Linked DNA regions of Mus musculus: region 2 is linked to region 1. A link is a contact called in public HiChIP or PLAC-seq data. All regions are on one chromosome and are shown on one strand. The core of a region is the stretch at or near the end of the contact, and the rest is flanking DNA. Distances in the headings are between cores, read along the strand shown. Region 1 overlaps Gtdc1 (glycosyltransferase-like domain containing 1). Region 2 overlaps Zeb2 (zinc finger E-box binding homeobox 2).

Region 1 (3,606 bases), core at 656-3,155:
ATGCCTGTCTCTTAGGTATTTGGAAAGGTTTTGTCTTTTTCTTTGTTAGGCATCTTGTGAATTTTAAATCTGAGAACTTTAGTTCTTACTTTGCTTTTGAATCATAGACAAATCATCAGTTATTTTGTGATGCTTCTACTGATGGATTGATGTGGCTATCCATTTTCAGAGCTTCAGTTTATATCCAGACTCCGCTTTGTAATTCCATCTGTTTTAGAGCAATGTCTTTCCATGCCCCAAAATCTTCAGATGCTCTTATCTTTTGAACCTGGTGCTCGCTTTAAAGAAGACCATTCTTAATATTTTCATGCTATTTTATTTATTTTCTCCAATGCAGTGTCTTCGTCAGTATTTTTAATGCCCCTGAATCTTTTTATTTTTAGATTATCTATATCTGTCTTCTATCTATCTATCTATCTATCTATCTACCTACCTACCTACCTATCCATTCATCCATCCATCCATCCATCCATCCATCCATCCATCCATCTATCTGATTGTTTTGCGTGCATGTATATTTACATTTATGTAGAGGCCAGAAGAGAAAATTGGATCCCCTGAGACTAGAATTATGCTTGTTAGTTGCCATTTGGTTCTGGGAGTCCTTTACAGGAATAGATGCTACTCTTAACTGCTGAACCATCACTTCAGATCATAATGTTCTTGAATCTTTTTATGGAAATACTTCTTAGAAGTTATCCTGTGTTCTTTATTTCCTTTGCTTCCTTAAGTTATTTGTGAAATATTTTCATTGTTTTCTATTTAAAATAATTGGAACAATATATTCATCAAACAGGGAGAATTGAGTTTCTTATTCTACTCTGTAGGTTAGAAATTAGGTTTTGAGAGAAGTGACTTGTTAGAACTGATTTGCTTGGTTAACAGGGGAGCCATTACGAAAACCAAAGTGAGACTGTGCATAGGGCCCAAACAAGAGAATTATGTATTAAAAAGCACTCCAGCTTCTGTAACTCATCTGATATGTCCAGGTTCATGTTACTAAGACCAATCATAGAAATAGGTACTATGGATCATTACCATGTTGAAGACATTTGCATCTGATACTGTTTATTCCTCAAACTACTACTGAGCTATTTCTATAGGTAGGGACATTTTATAGAAAAGGAATTGAAGTGAATATTCAAACTTGGCTGTTAGCTATGGTTATTTTACAACCACAATCTGTCTCTTATCAATTTTTTGTGTTACTCTTCTAAGAACTGACTGTGGTTTTCCCTTGGCCTTATTATTATCTTCTTAGGACCCTCATTACTTTCCCCCTGCTACCTCTCCCAGTGAGCTCATTGCTTTTGATCTTGTTTCCATCTCACACAGGCCTTTTCTAGACTTCTTTTCTTAATTTTGGGTGTTTTTCCCTCTATTAAATTATTTCACTTTAGTTTCTTTACTCAAACCCAGCCATCTCTTTATCTCATTCTTGTACATACTTAGAGCATACAGCATGCTTTGAAGGAGTTGATGTAGATGAATAAATAGGCTTGGTTGGGAGCTAAACAGTTGTGGGAGGAGCCGAATGAGTTTCCCCACTCTTATTCAGAGTACTTGGGTAGGTGTACACAAATAGCTTTGGCAGCACTCAGGATATGATTAATTTTACCTGAATGATTGGAAAAGATAGGACAGAGTAATTGACATTTAAGCTGTAGCCTTAAAGGAGGAGGTGGGGGGAGGTCTAAAGACTGAGAAGAGTAGGTGGAGGGCATTCCAGGAGAAGAAATACTGTATATACGAAAGAATGAAGTCACAAATTATATGCTATACATTGTGGTATAACCATGAAAGGCATGTTTTACAATGCTGTGCAAAGTGACATGTGTGTGGCTGCCCGTTGATGTTAGTGACTGACCTTTCTTTGGTTGAGTCATCCCCGTTCAGAGTCTGGTGTTTCATTTTACACCTTTTAGATACCTGATGAGCTGGACCTTCTGGAACTGAGCCCTTCTCATAAGTAGACCATGCATGTTCTTGGAAATGATTAGTTAGGTGTGTATATGAATCTTTGTGATTTTCAGTTTATTTCCAGTGACTGGGCAGAGGGGAACACTGGGACACACTGCGATGCACAACAGCTTCCACAATAAGATTTTGTTTGTTTGTTTGTTTGTTTGTTTGTATGTTTTTTATTTTGGTGGGGAGGTTGAAAGAACCATGGGTGGATATGAGGGGATGGGGAGATGAGCAGGCCTGGGGTGCATGATGTGAAACTCACAGAGAGTTAATAAAAAGTCTTAAACAAGGCATTGTAGATTGCTTTGAGACTGTACTTAATTTGGCTGGCTATTTTTTGGTGTTTTAAGACAGGGTTTCTCTGTGTAGCCCTGGATGTCCTGGAACTCACTCTGTAGACCAGGCTGGCCTCGAACTCAGAAATCTGCCTGCCTCTGCCTCCCAAGTGCTGGGATTAAAGATGTGCACCACCACTGCCCAGCACTGGCTGTGTAATAACTAGATTTTATTTTTTCTGAATACATGCTGAGTACATTTCTCTACCATGTCTGGATAGTGTTTACTACTTACTGCATTAGGAAAATAATATAACACCAAATTTCAGTTTTTGTCCTTCCTGGATGCCTACATCATTTTCACTTCCTCTTAAATCCCATAACCTCAATATGTTCTAGTCTTAATTGTTTTGAATCTTGTTTTTGTAGAAGATAGTACTTTAAGAGCATCCCCCTTCAAAGAAAACATTTCTTCTGTTCTCATCTTTCATCCATTTTCTGTTTTATTCTGTTTTATTGTACAAGAATATGCTTAGCATGTTCAAAGGTCTGGATTCAATTCTCAGTATAACCATCTCATCTCTTGTACATCTTTTCTTTTTTCCATTTCATTTTGGTTTTTCCTTTTTCTTTTGTTGACTCATTTATGACTGTAATGTAGTTTTCTAGTCCCCAACTTTTCCCTTCTTAGTCTCCCATTTGCTTTATTTAGATATCTTTCTTTGATATTTCCTACTGCTGCCGTCTGATCTATGGGATGCTCGAGTTCAGTGTTATAGATGGTACGTAGTGTTAGAATGAGAGAACCTGCTCCTGCATATAGTCTCTGACTTCCACAGTTGCACTGAGACTGGCAGAAGGACACAGACACACACAGACCACAGACAGCAGACACAGACAGACACAGACACACACACAACACACACACACACACACACACACACACACACACACACACACATACACACACACTATACACAATGAGTATGAATTACTTGATGAGAACAATCCAGGAACATACCTTCTTTGATTAAGGGTTTTGTATAGCCTAGGTTGGCCTTGAGCTCCACGAATATCTGAGTCTAGTCTTGAACTTCTAGAAGATCCTCCTGCTTTAATTACTAAGAATTGAGATTATAAGCTTGTGTGACCACATGCATTTTGTGATGGTGAGTCTTCATTGTCAGCTTGATAGAATTTAAGCTCATTGTGGACATGTCTGAGGAATGGTCTAGAGCCATCCTAAGTCTGAGTGGTACCAGTCTGGGGGCTGCAGTCCTGGAATGCACTAAGCAGAGCTAGAGCTGAATGAACGTGCATGTCTCTGCCTCTGCTTTCTGATTGCCTATGCTGTGTGATCAGC
Region 2 (3,606 bases), core at 451-2,950, 130 kb before region 1:
AGCTTCCCAAAACATTGACTATTACATTTGACAACACACCGTTCCTGTGTATTGAACTTCCAAATGTTTCATGCAAAATATCCCTGTGAAAATATTCCTGGAATAAAGGAGGTGCCTAAGGTCAGGAGTTAATTTGAAGTGGGTGCACAGTCTAAATAAATATTATTAAAATTATGTGACTGTTTTGAAAATGGCATTACATTACTCTCTCTCTCTCTCTCTCTCTCTCTCTCTCTCTCTCTCTGTGTGTGTGTGTGTGTGTGTGTGTGTGTGTGTGTGTGTATCTGATAGGAATGTGCTCTTTCAGCTTTGATTCTATATACAGATAGATTCAATTTTGCTATAACGTTTTCTAGCCACTGTTTTTCCACCAACCACAGCAGTGTATTATGTGATAAACAAAAAAATGATCAGGATACATCTGAGAAAGAGTTCGACTCACAGTTCCTGGTGTTCTAAGTAAAAGGATTACAGTACAGAAATCCTCGCCTCGGATCATGGTCTGCTCTCATTAGTATTGTACTGTACAGCTACAGTTTCTGAGAGTCCATGTTATGTTTGTTTATTTGAAATATTTTTAACTGGCAGGCTGCCTTGCTCTGCCTTCCCACATACTCTATAATATAGTACACAGAGAAAATTCCCATTTTTCTCCCTTATTTGAGAGTATTACCATTTTCAAAAATGGCCCTTAATCATTCATGAATTTCCACCTTCAACATTACATATTTTCATCTTAATTAAAACATTGAGCTACTGTTTTCTCTCTATTTTTTCATCAGGAAATGAATATGATTGCCTGTGGAGGCATAAATGCTCAAAACAAAAAGCTATTTATAGAAATGGGGAGGTATGAGAAATAGACTTTAGAAATTTATGTAAAACAGTCAATGGTTATTTTTAATACATCTGAGATGTTAGTTTGTAAAATCTAAGTATTCCAAGTTATGATATGCAGAATTGGGATTTTCTTTTCTTTTTTTCTTTTTCGAGACAGGGTTTCTCTGTGTAGCCCTGGCTGTCCTAGAACTTACTCTATAGACCAGGCTGGCCTCGAACTCAGAAATCTGCCTGCCTCTGCCTCCCAAGTGCTGGGATTAAAGGCGTACACTACCACTGCCCAGCAGAATTGGGGGTTTTCTTAAAAGGATACCAGCCTATACTAACTCCATCATAGCTATACCAAGCAGAAAGAACATGAAAGCAAAATGAGATATTCTGGCTTGCCATGAAGCACCCAGAGACAGCAGCTACTGTGTCTCTTCATAAGTTCAAATACTTCGTCACTTTTGACTCAATCTTATTGAAAAAAATAACATCTCCCCCCTGTTTGTCACTAGAACTGCCACCAGAAGAAAAGCCCTTCGTTTGCTTCAAATAAGCACCTCTGTTTTTCACAGCTTGCAGTAACGCTTAAAGTAAATAAGTTCTTGTGCAGCCTGCACTGTTGAATTCATTCAGATGCCTGAACAAAGCTTTTGTTTAGAGTTTTACAACAAGCCTCACTGTTTCCCTTCAAAGACTCCTCCTTGTTCCTATGTTTGGCATGCTTAGAATAGTAAGCCTTTCTGTAATTTTCAAATGCTAAAGATAATTTTCCCCCACAGAAGAAATGAAGGAAGATTATGATGCAATGGGGCCAGAAGCCACGATCCAGACCACAATTAACAATGGTACAGGTAAGTTACGTTCACATAGCAACATCATGTTTGTTCTGTGTCATGTGGTTTTCCTGAATCTGATAAAACACAGACACATCCATTTGCACCTCCATGATTAACAAGAAGTTAGACTTCACAGGTCTAGTTTTGTTTCAATTTTGAATTTGCCATATCTCTTATTTTATTAAGCAACTTTGTCTTCCATTCTTATACCCTAACTCACCTCTATAGCTCGGGAATTTTGAGTTTTATGAATGGACATTCTTACAGCATGATTTGTATGGCTTTCTAGTTTTAGCTTTTACTTTAAACATAATTTTTATATCATAATATAATATGCTGGCCTTAGCTACTACTTGATATCTGTCATTGAGAATTCAAGTGATATGATGAAGTACAAATTGAAAAGTACCTTTCCCAAATCCACATTTCCATAAATTCCTTAAAAAATTTTATCACTTAACTTCTCTCAGATTCTCTCTTCACTTTTAAATCTCTGCGTCTACTAGAGGTATCAAGTAATATTTCTCAGACAGACTTTTAAACAAGAATTAAATAAAACTGATGAATAACCACTCAGGACACAGTAGGCAGTGTTTTCCTTGGCTCTGCTGTGGCTGGTTAAGGGTGGCATTCCATGTTCGCCCCCAAACAGCATCTCTTCTCACAGCACAAGGTGACATAGATTCACTCTGTGTGTATCCTTTTCTGTATGGCACTACCTTCATGTTTCAAACAATCCTCCACACCATTGTAACACCATTACAAATGTTAGCACAGTCCCCAATACAAAGTCATTCCCTAAAATAAGACAAGAACAAAAATCACATAACTGTCTCCATTCAGCGTGCCAATGAAAAAAGTGTGCACTTTAAAATGGCTTCAGAAGTATATTTAATTAAGATGACATTCACATTTCCCTTAAGTCAATATGCATCATAATATACTGTTCATGCTGTCTATAAATATGTTTATTAACTACTTAAGAGATATGGGTTCACTGTCTTGGGTATAAAGTAAGTGAAACAATTTTCTAAAAACTCCTGACTTACTCATTTGAGTAATGTCAAATTGAGTACAAAACTAAAAGTATACAACCATATGGGCTTAGAGAAACTGTGGACTAGAGCACTGATAATTCTAATTTCTAGATGCAGCTTCAACAATACCTAGATTACAACCTTAGGCAAATCAATTAGTCTCTTGGGAACTCAGTTTCTATATCTGTAAAATGCATATGTTGAGCTAGCTGACTGCTCAGAATGCTTCTAGTTTTAATATTCTATGTTGCTGGGATACTGTTTCTATAAAAATAGAAACAAAAGCGAAATGGTTTTGTTTAAAATATAACAATGTACCCTAAATTAAGGACTCTCCAAAACCTCCCAGTTTGTGAGCTTCAAGATGGCCTCAGGTTCCCTTGAAGAAAAATGTCTCAGCTTCAAGCAAGCATTCATAAAAGCTGATTTCATTTCCTTCCTGATCACTGACAGTGTGATAAAGTGACAATTTAGCATCCATTGTATATACCTGAGTCTAACATGAGGTTAACAAAAAGTACTCAGGTCCAGGAGGTTTGCAAATCAATTTTGAACACCCTTTCACCAGGCTTTAAGATCCCCTGTCTCCTAATACTCAGTGATTCTTAGACTTCATATGCATGCAGTCAATAAAGAAATCAATACATAGTCATTGAGTGTTTTCAATATAGTCCCTGTTGTGTGCATGTGACGGAGATGATGGCCAGGAAGACTAAGTCATAATTATTATTTAATTTGGGAGAGATGCCCAATTTACATGAAAAGATGATAAACAGTAAGTGAAAATATGTGATAAATCAAATGGGAGGAGTCATAATTATTTGAATTACAGAGATTGACAAGATCCTGCAGAGTGGGAATCTGTCTAGGTTTTATGAAGGAAGTTGAATTTGAACTAAGTACAT

Evidence for each region. HiChIP or PLAC-seq counts read pairs in DNA pulled down with a chosen protein or histone mark.
Region 2: a contact with region 1 is called in a BATF HiChIP or PLAC-seq map of CD8 T cells, with 7 read pairs. The contact joins two enhancer-like sites. A contact is called at or near these places in 4 of 39 promoter capture datasets (cranial neural crest, liver, pre-B cells and 1 more), 1 of 115 datasets of contacts at active chromatin or transcription factors (CD8 T cells) and 1 of 9 other capture datasets (adipose tissue).

What each region holds. Positions count from the first base shown.
Region 1 is chr2:44,885,035-44,888,640 of GRCm38.p6, reverse strand. All of the region lies in intron 1 of Gtdc1 (glycosyltransferase-like domain containing 1), which reads left to right. Among named protein-coding and RNA genes, the nearest start is that of Gtdc1, 40 kb to the left of the region's middle. Within about 2 kb of position 1,905, at least 8 of the 459 cell types and tissues checked have an H3K27ac peak or open chromatin away from gene starts, as enhancers often do. A contact at or near this core is called in CD8 T cells, where this site is marked.
Region 2 is chr2:45,015,470-45,019,075 of GRCm38.p6, reverse strand. Zeb2 (zinc finger E-box binding homeobox 2) reads left to right here. Exons shown (of 10, transcript NM_015753.4): 4 at 1,608-1,679. Among named protein-coding and RNA genes, the nearest start is that of Mir5129, 5.9 kb to the left of the region's middle. Within about 2 kb of position 1,700, at least 26 of the 459 cell types and tissues checked have an H3K27ac peak or open chromatin away from gene starts, as enhancers often do. A contact at or near this core is called in CD8 T cells, where this site is marked.